Regions from separate parts of the Zea mays genome. Here all the other regions are linked to region 1. Evidence: chromatin contacts called from public Hi-C data. All regions are on one chromosome and are shown on one strand. The core of a region is the stretch at or near the end of the contact, and the rest is flanking DNA. Distances in the headings are between cores, read along the strand shown.

Region 1 (3,185 bases), core at 435-2,934:
TGCAGTGTGATGTCGACACAAGCACCAGATCAGTTACCATCAGGGTTTACAATTTCGTTTTTACTGTTTAAAATTTCGTTTTTTGACAAAAATTTGAATTTTATATTTTTTTGAATTGGGAACTGTAATACATAATTTTGCGGACCGAAATTTGAATTTCGCCTACTACAGAATCGAGAAAAATCGGCGAAATTGGCTGGATTTCGACCAGAAATTGATAACCCTGGTTACCATAGACCACTGATGAAATGGGTCAACAACATCAAGTGTTTCCAGGTACGTAGGTGTTCAGAAGTTTCATGAAAGTAATGCTCGAAAAGTACGGTTGCCAATATTTGGTTCAAATAAAATGACAAATTATGACCAACCGGAGACCCATATTCCAATAAAATTTTATTCACATATTTTTGTAGTCACAGCCTCACAGGGACATATAAATAAAAAATAAGTCATTTTTTTCATTTACACTGTCAAGGTCCGCAAATTTATTTGCAGATATGGGTCCAGTCTTATTATGCTGGATATCCAGGTAATTTGTGCCAGGCTACCAGCTGTAAGCCCGTCGCCACATTACAGGTACGAGAGGAATTAACAGCAATATTCAGTAACCTGAAACCCCCCAAGAAAGGACCAAAAGGACTGTACAAATGCATTTCAATGGAGTGTGTGGAAATGCAGAAACCTGCACTTTAGGGTCTGTTTACTTCCCTCTTAGATTATATAAGCTGGATTATAGTGAAAGTGTATGAGGGTAAAATATCACTTTGAGACCACAAATAAACTGAAATAAGTTAACATTGGGTAGCTTATTTTAGCTTATTTGTGGTTCCAAAATGATATTTTACTCTCCTAACCTTCTATCATAACCCAACTTATATAATCTAGGAGGGCCTTAGTATTCTCATCCATTAGAGAAATCACCAATTGCTAATCCTGGCACGAAATCTGAAAGGAAGCATGCCCAACGAACTTGAAGATGGGATCTAGTGATCTAATCGCCTTTTATCAACACGGGGCTGTCAAAATTCGAGTTGATGACAAGCAGAGTAATTTGTACTGGCAGTAGAGAACAGCAGGCATTTCTAGTCTCTTATCTGGGGGAAGCTGGACCTGAAAGGAAAATGGAAAAGGTGCAGCCAAACAGAAATATCCAATCGACATGTCATCAACCAAGCACACCAAACTACTAGAATCCAGCAACAAACAGACGAAACCGCGGGTGCAGCGTGTGGCCTCAGTTTGCACCCAGAGTTCCTTAGCGGCGGCGGCAGGATTCCGGAGGAACGGCGCGCAGGCACCAAATCCACCAGAAAACCTGCAGCCACCGTCCAAACGGGAGCAATGCGGTCGCGGCACAATGGATATCCCCCCCTAGCGGCCAAGCAGAACCACCGCGAAATTGCCTCCCACGGCTAAGCCTGAGGCCGCAGCCGACCATGCCGAGTACAGCCGCCGCCACGGAGCAGGAAAAGCCAGAGAGGGTTGCAGGAAGCGGCACTACTCACCTCCATCCTCCGGGGAACAAGATCTCGCGGCGGGGATTCCGAGGCGGGCGGCGAGCGAGGTGGCTGGAAGCGAGCCGAGCACGTCGCCGCGCGAGAAGGTGGGTGGAAGTCCGCCCGCCCGCTTGGGGTTGTGGGGATTTGCGCCGTGTGTGTCGGCGAGTGGAGGAAGAGGGCGACTTTTTGCGAGGCGCGTGTAGTAGTAGGGTACAGTACGTAAGTAATTGTAACGTACCGACCGGCAGGTTGGCGATGATTCCGGCCGCGACGCGCGTTGGCAGGCAACAGGCACGGACGGCACTACAGGCCAGCGGTGGTTGTAGACGGGTAGCTGTGCAGCCTCGCCTGCGGCCTGCGGGGCAATACTGGATCAGTGGATCTGGTCCGGCTGCACGGAGCGGTGGTCGTCAGCAGTGGGGGGCTGGGGCCGATGCCATTCGATGGGGAAAAAAATTAGTGCAGGTCGAATGTTTGCAGTCCTCAAAAAAGAATAATAATAACTAAAATGTTATCTAGTGTATTTTAAATGGAACATATCTTTATTTTTGTGAGAGATTACAAACATTCTAATTTGCAGTTGGCCTGTACCAAATTTTTTTCCGACGATGGCTGTGGCTTGCGCTGCGCCGGACAGGGGACGGAGGCGGGAGTTCAAATGTCAGTCGCTTCAGACTGTCTGTAGCGGTTACCCCTAATTTTTTCTTCCTATATCATTTTTTGCGTCACATAATCAACATTTCATCCCTTATTTTTTCATCTCCTGCAGCGGTTCCCCCTATATTCTCCCCCTATACCCCACTATAACCCTAAAATATTATTATCCAACCCTATTCATCATCTATTACCATTTTTCTTCACCTATTAAAAAAACATAGTACACATGAACATTGAGTAGAGGGGCCACAGCTTCACGCTAACTGTGGCGGTTCACTGTTCATATCTGCTACCAAGGGGGGGCTTTTAAGGGATACCGTTGCAGCCTTGGGGGCTTCTGTAGCTACCAGATCAAGGGGAGGAGGCTGTCTGGCGGAGGCGGCTGCGGACAACCTCAGTTTTCCTGCTTTCTCTTTGGTTTTTTCACTTCTGCTGTGCCCTACCTATTTGTGGCGGCGGATTTGACATCCGGCCAAACTCTACCTTGATGCCTACTCCCCCTAACAAAATAATTGCACGTCTCGTTCCTAAAACTCCAAGCTTTTTAAGTCTGACAAAGAGTACAAGAATAATGTTTACGTTTTAAATAAATTTATTACGAAAATAATAGTATATTTTTAAATAAATTTATAGAAGACTAAGTCAGTTATACTGAGTCAATAGATCATGAATTTGAAGCCGTCTCTTAAATAAATTTAAAGAAGACTAAGGCAGTTTATGTGGAGCATCCGGTACTATGTCTGGCCTTTTCTTTAAGAAATACTCTTTAAAAAGTGAAAGGGAAATGTGCACTTTGGTCATTTCTATAATTGTTTTGTTGATTAAATGTCCAACATAAATGTGTTAAACTCTTATGTACTAAACGAGCAAGAAGTGTAAATCAAAGACAAGGTATGTTTCTAGACTTAGTGAATTGTTTTTTAGTACTAACATATTTATCTAAGTGATAAAAACAGTGCCAAGTCAAGAAGATTCGAATTGAAAAAGGTTGGCTGTGTACAACCAATAGCAGCTTGGGCCTGGCGCACC
Region 2 (3,185 bases), core at 374-2,873, 220 kb after region 1:
AACCTTCGCCTTCACTTTCCTGAGCAGCTCCATGGTTTCACTTTCTTGAAGAAATGGTATACGGTACAAGTGAATAATTTTAACATCCGATGCAGTATCAGGTTTCTCAACTAATGGGCTGTCAAACCCCTTGGATGCCACGGCCCCAGGAGATGACAACAATCGGATATTATGAGTCATTACTCTTTGCAGACGTGGGCAACAAAGATGCTGTTGATGGAAGGAGTGTTGAGTCATCCGCAATCTTCTTGATCCAAGACTTCTCGCAGGATTTAAACCACATATTTTTACCTGTTGTAGAGAACAAACATAAGAACAAGCTAGTGCCAACCAAAAATAAATTATGTTACTTCATAGATTGTATACCATATTTCCAGGAAAGCCTTCAGTCCGTAACAGATTGCTTGCTGTCATTTGGCCAGGTGATGCCATCCCAACCCAAAGAATTTTTATTTTTTTAGTTCTTGTAAAAAAAGAATGGGAGACCTGCACATCAATTGGAAATCAGGGTTATTTTGAATCAAGCATGAAATTATAGAAGTGATGCAAAGATATAAGTGTACAGATAAATTGAGCATGCCAAAGCAAAGAAGATAAACAATCACGAAAGGAGATCATTTCTTTCAAACAAGTTCCTCAGCCTATTTGTGACCCCAAAGATTACGGTGCCATTACTTCAAATGTCAAGAAGGTAGTGCTACTAATAAACTAATGTAAAACGGTTCCTCAAGTGAAAAATGTAGAGACATGATAAAAAAAAAATTCTGCATGCTCGAAGTTCAAACTTCAAAGACTAGGACACTCTTAACCTGAAGGTATTAACATCAAAGCACGTACACCCTATACACATGCAGGCTGTCAAACATATTTGTTCCCAGATATACTGCATATATTATTGGTATCCTATATTATTAGTAGCATAGCATACAGTAGTGACCTAGTGTTGTCTCACGAGTCACGACAGCGACACATGGTTCAAAATATCTCGGCGTCAACTGTCAGGCCGTCAGAACTCGGAACCAGTGAACACTGACCTGTCCTCGATACTATTATTACTCTAATCTGCTTTGCTTTGATCAGTATCCGAACCTCAAAGAAGATAGTACTAGTAAGCTAGTAGATATTCAGTATTCACCAAGTTGCACCAAAAATTCAGAAACAATGAAACGAACTGGAAGGATCGGAGAAGGACGTATGGGATTTAGATTCGACTGCTATAGACAGAAAATATACCCTCACAAATAGTCGACCCACAAAATATATGGAGATAGGGTTCCTTACCAACGAAAGAAGCAGGAATCAACGCGTCAGTCGAGCCAAACGCGAAAAGGACGATTAGGATTCAGGGAGACAGCGCGGCGAAACGAACTCCTCGGAGTCAGCGGCGCGGACGAAACGCTCCGCTCCGCTCGGGCGGAGGCCGGGAGTGTTCCCCGGCTGCGCTAGGAATACGAGACAAGTTTGCGGGGAAGTAGGAGACGGAGAAGCAGCCGCCGCCCGCCGCCGTTGCGAGCGCGAGAGAAAAGGGAATGAGAAAAAGGGAAGGCAAGATGCCTGCCGCACTCGCGCACCACAACGCAATGTTATTGAGATTATTGGGCCGGTCCTAACCAGCGTGGCCACCGCCTGTCGGGCGGCCCAGCGCAATATTGTTAGGCTAATTAGCTGAAGCGTGGGGAGAGCGGGCCCGGTCATTGCCGCAGCCCGCATTCACTGCTTTGACCTGGGCTACGGTTGCAGACTTGCAGTCCGATTTTTTTAGTTCTTTTCAAAAAAAATCACGTTTAGACTTCAGAACGATTTATTTCATATTTTGGACCCTTTGCTCGACGCCATAGCGCCGAGACAACATAGCTGCGGGCGAGGAGACATTCGGAGGTACTGTACAACGCGTATGTTGCGTCTTTTCTGAGGTAGGTGTTGGTTCCATAAAAACTCTCGTGGTGTTTTTCATGGTGTTGGTTCCATAAAAATTCTCGCGACGCATACGTTGCGTCTTTTCTGAGGTACAGGTGCAGGCGAGGAGACATTCGAACATTGCTCTGGACCGTACTAGCTATAAACCCGCCGAGATAGCTTCACGCGTACATCACCACAAATCCCCGAAAAATGGCACCCTGCTTGCCGCCTCACACCTCCTGTTTCCAGATCCTTGTTGTTATGTACTGCCTCCGTTCACAAATATATGATACTATTGACTTTTTCGAAAACTTTGACTGTTCGTTTTATACAGAATATTTATTCAAAAATGTAAAATTTAAATCAAGCATAAATTACCTTAAGTGATAACATAAATCACAACAAAATAAATGATAACTCATTATTTTTTGAATAAGACAAGTGGTCAAAGTTTTTTTAAAAAAATCAACAATATCTTATATTTATGAATGGAGGGAGTACTAAGTATACACGTCACTGTTCCTGTCAAGTTATGAATAACATTGACTTGGAGGAGGATCTTGCAATTTGAACTTGACATGTTCAACTTTAAGCCACCATAGACTATTGTGTGGTTTGTTTGAAGTACTTATCGTTATCAACTTATCATTAAGTTGTGGTGTTCTTGTGATTAGTAACCCTACAAATCATAACCTACATGATTATTTGAGTCACTTAGTTGTACATTTAGCATATTATTATTATATTGCTCATAACACTTTTCAGGCTTTCTGTTTCGAACCAGAGGAGTGGAGGGTTTGCACTTCTTCTGTTGCTACTTGTTACTTTTGTAATGTTGTGGACTTGTTCACTTGTTGTTTCGAACCGGAGTGGAGGCCCTCATCGGTCGGACGGGCGCGCTTATATACACATGCATCCTCTCGCTTAGTTCGTTATGAACAACTGAACAGGCCAAGAAATTCAAAGGAGCGCAAGCTCAACCATAAACATCTAGGGCTAATTTTGTGACAAGGGAATTAGAGGGGATCCATAGAGACCTCCTTTGGTCAAGGGTTGCACTCAACCTCTCTCAAGTGATCTGAAGATCAAACTTGAGTGACACATATGTCTTCCTTATATCTTGATCCCGGTTATGAGGAATCTCCACAAGTTGGAGTCTCTCATGCCTTACACAAATAATCACAATAAAAAACTAGAGTAAGGGGGGAGTAAGAATACGCACACAAGACCACAATCGCAACAACAACACACACACAAACAAAGAAGCGAGCGCAAGAACACAAAGA
Region 3 (3,185 bases), core at 483-2,982, 160 kb before region 1:
AAACATATTGACATAATTTATATGATAATAACCTTTTTATCAAAGATATAGAAGCGGACTAAATGAAGTCAATGATACACCACGAAGCATTAGGACACATGAATACCCCACCAACAAAACAAACACAAAAGTCAAAATTGTAACAGAAATGGAGAATAAACCAACCTCATTGAGACGTGGAACAACGCGCATAACTTCAGGTCCTCTGCTGTCAATTCTTATGTTGGATCCCACTGCATCAGTAACATCAATAGTCTCTGTGCCCTTAAGTTCCCAGTTCCGAGCTTTAAATGCAAATGGCTTGGATGTAAGAGCACCAACAGGGCAGATATCAATGACATTTCCAGATAGCTCACTTGTCATAAGTTTCTCAACATATGTTCCAATTTCTTCACCACTGCCACGACCTAACATACCAAGGTCTTGAACTCCAGCAACCTCAGTAGCAAACCTTACACACCTGCAATTTGAAAATAAAATAGCATCACATATCAGCCAGGATACAGAGCTTGCACAAGTAGAGAGAACCATTTAGCACATGATGTCAATGCAATGTAAGAAACCAATAGAATGAGGCATGAATAGATAAGATAGAATGCTTGAAGAATGAAGCCCTTGCAGGATACACACAAACAGGATATGCCTGAAAAAATACCTGAAACGATAACAATTAATATTTATCAAGAAGCAAAAAGGCATTACCTTGTACATTGGATGCAACGAGTCATCACTGTCTTAACCAAGGGACCCAAATTCTTGTCCACAACTGAACGCTTCATCTCAGTGAACCGACCGCGGTCAGCACCAAATGCCATAGACTGATCCTGGAGGTCGCACTCGCCGCCCTGATCACAGATTGGGCAGTCGAGTGGATGGTTCATCAGCAAGAACTCCATGACACCCTCCCTTGCCTTCTTTGCCACTGGGGTGTTTGTCTTAATCTTCATCCCTAATCCAGCAACAGTGATAACTCAGTGCTCCAAAAATCCACAGACCTAAGGTACATCAATTTGAGGTATCTAGTTTCTCCAAACATTTCTGATGGTATGGAAATCAAACAAAGACATCTACGCAGAACCCTAAGTTGCTGAGGCAGTTAGGCGCAAAGGAAAATGATGAGTCTGAGCATTTGAGGCACACAACACTAGCTAATAAAGAAGCGCAGCAGACCAACATTAACCACATTTCAATATCAGAACAGCGCGCAAGAACATGAAAACCGCCGCCGACGGAATGCAGAGGAGCCAGCTGACCTGGGAGCGCGGGCATGGCACAGGAAGCGACGGGCTTGGGCGACTTCTCGACCTCGACGAGACACATGCGGCAGTTTCCAGCGATGGAGAGTCGGCTATGGTAGCAGAAGCGCGGGATGTCGACGCCGGCGACCTCGCAGGCCTGGAGCACGGTGAACCCCTTGGGGATCCGCACCGCATGGCCATCCACGAATACCTCGAGCGCGTCCTCCGGGTTGGGAGGAAGCTCCACGCGGGCGCCTCCAACGGGCTCCCGCGGCGGAGGCAGCTCCAGGTCGGCAGGCGCCACCGCTGCGCCGGCCTCCGGCGAACCCGCGGCGGCGGTCGGGGAGATCCAACGGCAGGAGGCAGCCACGGCGGGGCAGCGCGACGACAGGCGCCAGTTGGACTGCCGCAGCGCCCGCGCGAGAAACGCCATGGCGGCGGCGGGGCGATGGGATCGAACGGAGATGGTAGAGAGAGAGGAGCCCTCGACCTCTGGGATGGGGGGTCGTCTCCTCCGTAGGGAGGTGGCCCGTGGCCCTGCTACGTGTACACGGGGTTTCGAGAACGGTGAGAATGGCACCGGGGCCCGGTATGAGGGCCCAATAGCAGTGGAAAGTTAGTTTGTGGTAGATGTAGGGGCTCGTGCGCGCTGTATTTCGCTTCGGTGTTGAATCTTGACCTTGGATGGACACGGTGCATGGTCGGTGGACACGGAATGGCTTTGGTCGGAAGAAGAGCATAGTTTAGGCTGTCGACACTGCAAGATCACCGCGCTAACTGTAGACTAAATAGCCATGTAATAAAAATATTAAAAATTTGCATTCAAATGATATAGAAGAGATTAAGATATTTATAATTTTATTATTTTACCTAATTCATTAGGGTTAAAGACTAACAATGATAGCATGGAAAGAGCAAGAACATATAAAAGATTAAAATATTTATGATAGCAAATAAGTGACAAACAAAGTTATAATAACATGCAGAGAATTATTGCCAAATAAAAATTATACAATTCATAATAATATATATACACACACATCGTGAAGTAAAAATACATAATTCATAAATATTTTTTGAAATTTTATACTTTAATTGGTTGAAAACATGTAGTGAATGTGGCGAGCGTGTGAACCAAATAGAATGCGCCACATCGCTAAAGATGGTCTGTAGCGATTGGGTCGAATCAATGCCAAGTAGACTATCTAGCGTGTCAATTGATACCACCTTGTTTAGCTCTAACATGGCTGGTACCGATAGGTCCATGGACCTACTATGGTTGACCGCACGTTCGAGTCGGACCAATCAGTACTGACCGGTCTGCAACGGTTTGTAATGTCTAGCGTTGGACCTATCCTATACATGTCGTTACAAAGAGTATCCTAAGCGCTATGTTGATGACATTTTTGTTTTATCTTTCATAAAGCAAGTTTGTGTTTTATTGTTCAGTCCATTCTTCCTGAAAGCATCCATCAAAAGGTTGTGGGAGAGAACATTTCTCATAGTGCTATTCCGCTTCATGAGACCAATCACACTAAGTAGCTCTTCAAACTAACAGGTCGCAACATAGAGTTTCATGATTTCATTGAAAGTGTGAGGATCAATGGCAACCCATGGCTCTACAACCGAGCCATGAAGGTTTTAGCCTTCTACACATTTCTTTTTGTAACATAACAATGGAGGAGAGTGAACGATGCAGATTGTTTGGCACCATAGCTTTATAGTTTGTAGCATTCCTCGGCTTAAAAAGTATTGTAAGCTTTAACAATCAAGTTCAATCTTGTTGCATGATCCCATGACGACAGTGGAAGGGAGTTGCATGATAACATCCAAGAGAAAATCTGCAACACAATGCAACGTTGTTTAACCAATATAACATATAATATACATGCTATAGAACATTCTACATCAATGTTGTCAATAACAAAATAGCCAAACTTCTAAAAC

What was found. Hi-C and Micro-C count contacts between places; a contact is called where the count stands out from the background.
Region 2: a contact with region 1 is called in a Hi-C map of ear, with 2.8 times the contacts expected there. The contact joins the promoter of LOC100192064 here to the promoter of LOC100282725 in region 1. A contact is called at or near these places in 3 of 25 Hi-C or Micro-C datasets (bundle sheath, ear and tassel).
Region 3: a contact with region 1 is called in a Hi-C map of endosperm, with 2.1 times the contacts expected there. The contact joins the promoter of LOC100280404 here to the promoter of LOC100282725 in region 1. A contact is called at or near these places in 2 of 25 Hi-C or Micro-C datasets (ear and endosperm).

The regions. Positions count from the first base shown.
Region 1 is chr1:274,858,861-274,862,045 of Zm-B73-REFERENCE-NAM-5.0, forward strand. LOC100282725 (RNA recognition motif containing protein) reads right to left here and starts at 1,685. Exons shown (of 5, transcript NM_001155632.2): 1 at 1,506-1,685. The coding sequence starts at 1,511.
Region 2 is chr1:275,075,295-275,078,479 of Zm-B73-REFERENCE-NAM-5.0, forward strand. It overlaps LOC100192064 (putative phosphoribosylformylglycinamidine synthase chloroplastic/mitochondrial), which reads right to left and starts at 1,624. Exons shown (of 4, transcript XM_008677736.3): 1 at 1,282-1,624; 2 at 367-486; 3 at 1-291. The coding sequence starts at 432.
Region 3 is chr1:274,695,752-274,698,936 of Zm-B73-REFERENCE-NAM-5.0, forward strand. It overlaps LOC100280404 (NADH dehydrogenase [ubiquinone] iron-sulfur protein 1 mitochondrial), which reads right to left and starts at 1,733. Exons shown (of 5, transcript NM_001361068.1): 1 at 1,254-1,733; 2 at 703-949; 3 at 166-460. The coding sequence starts at 1,671.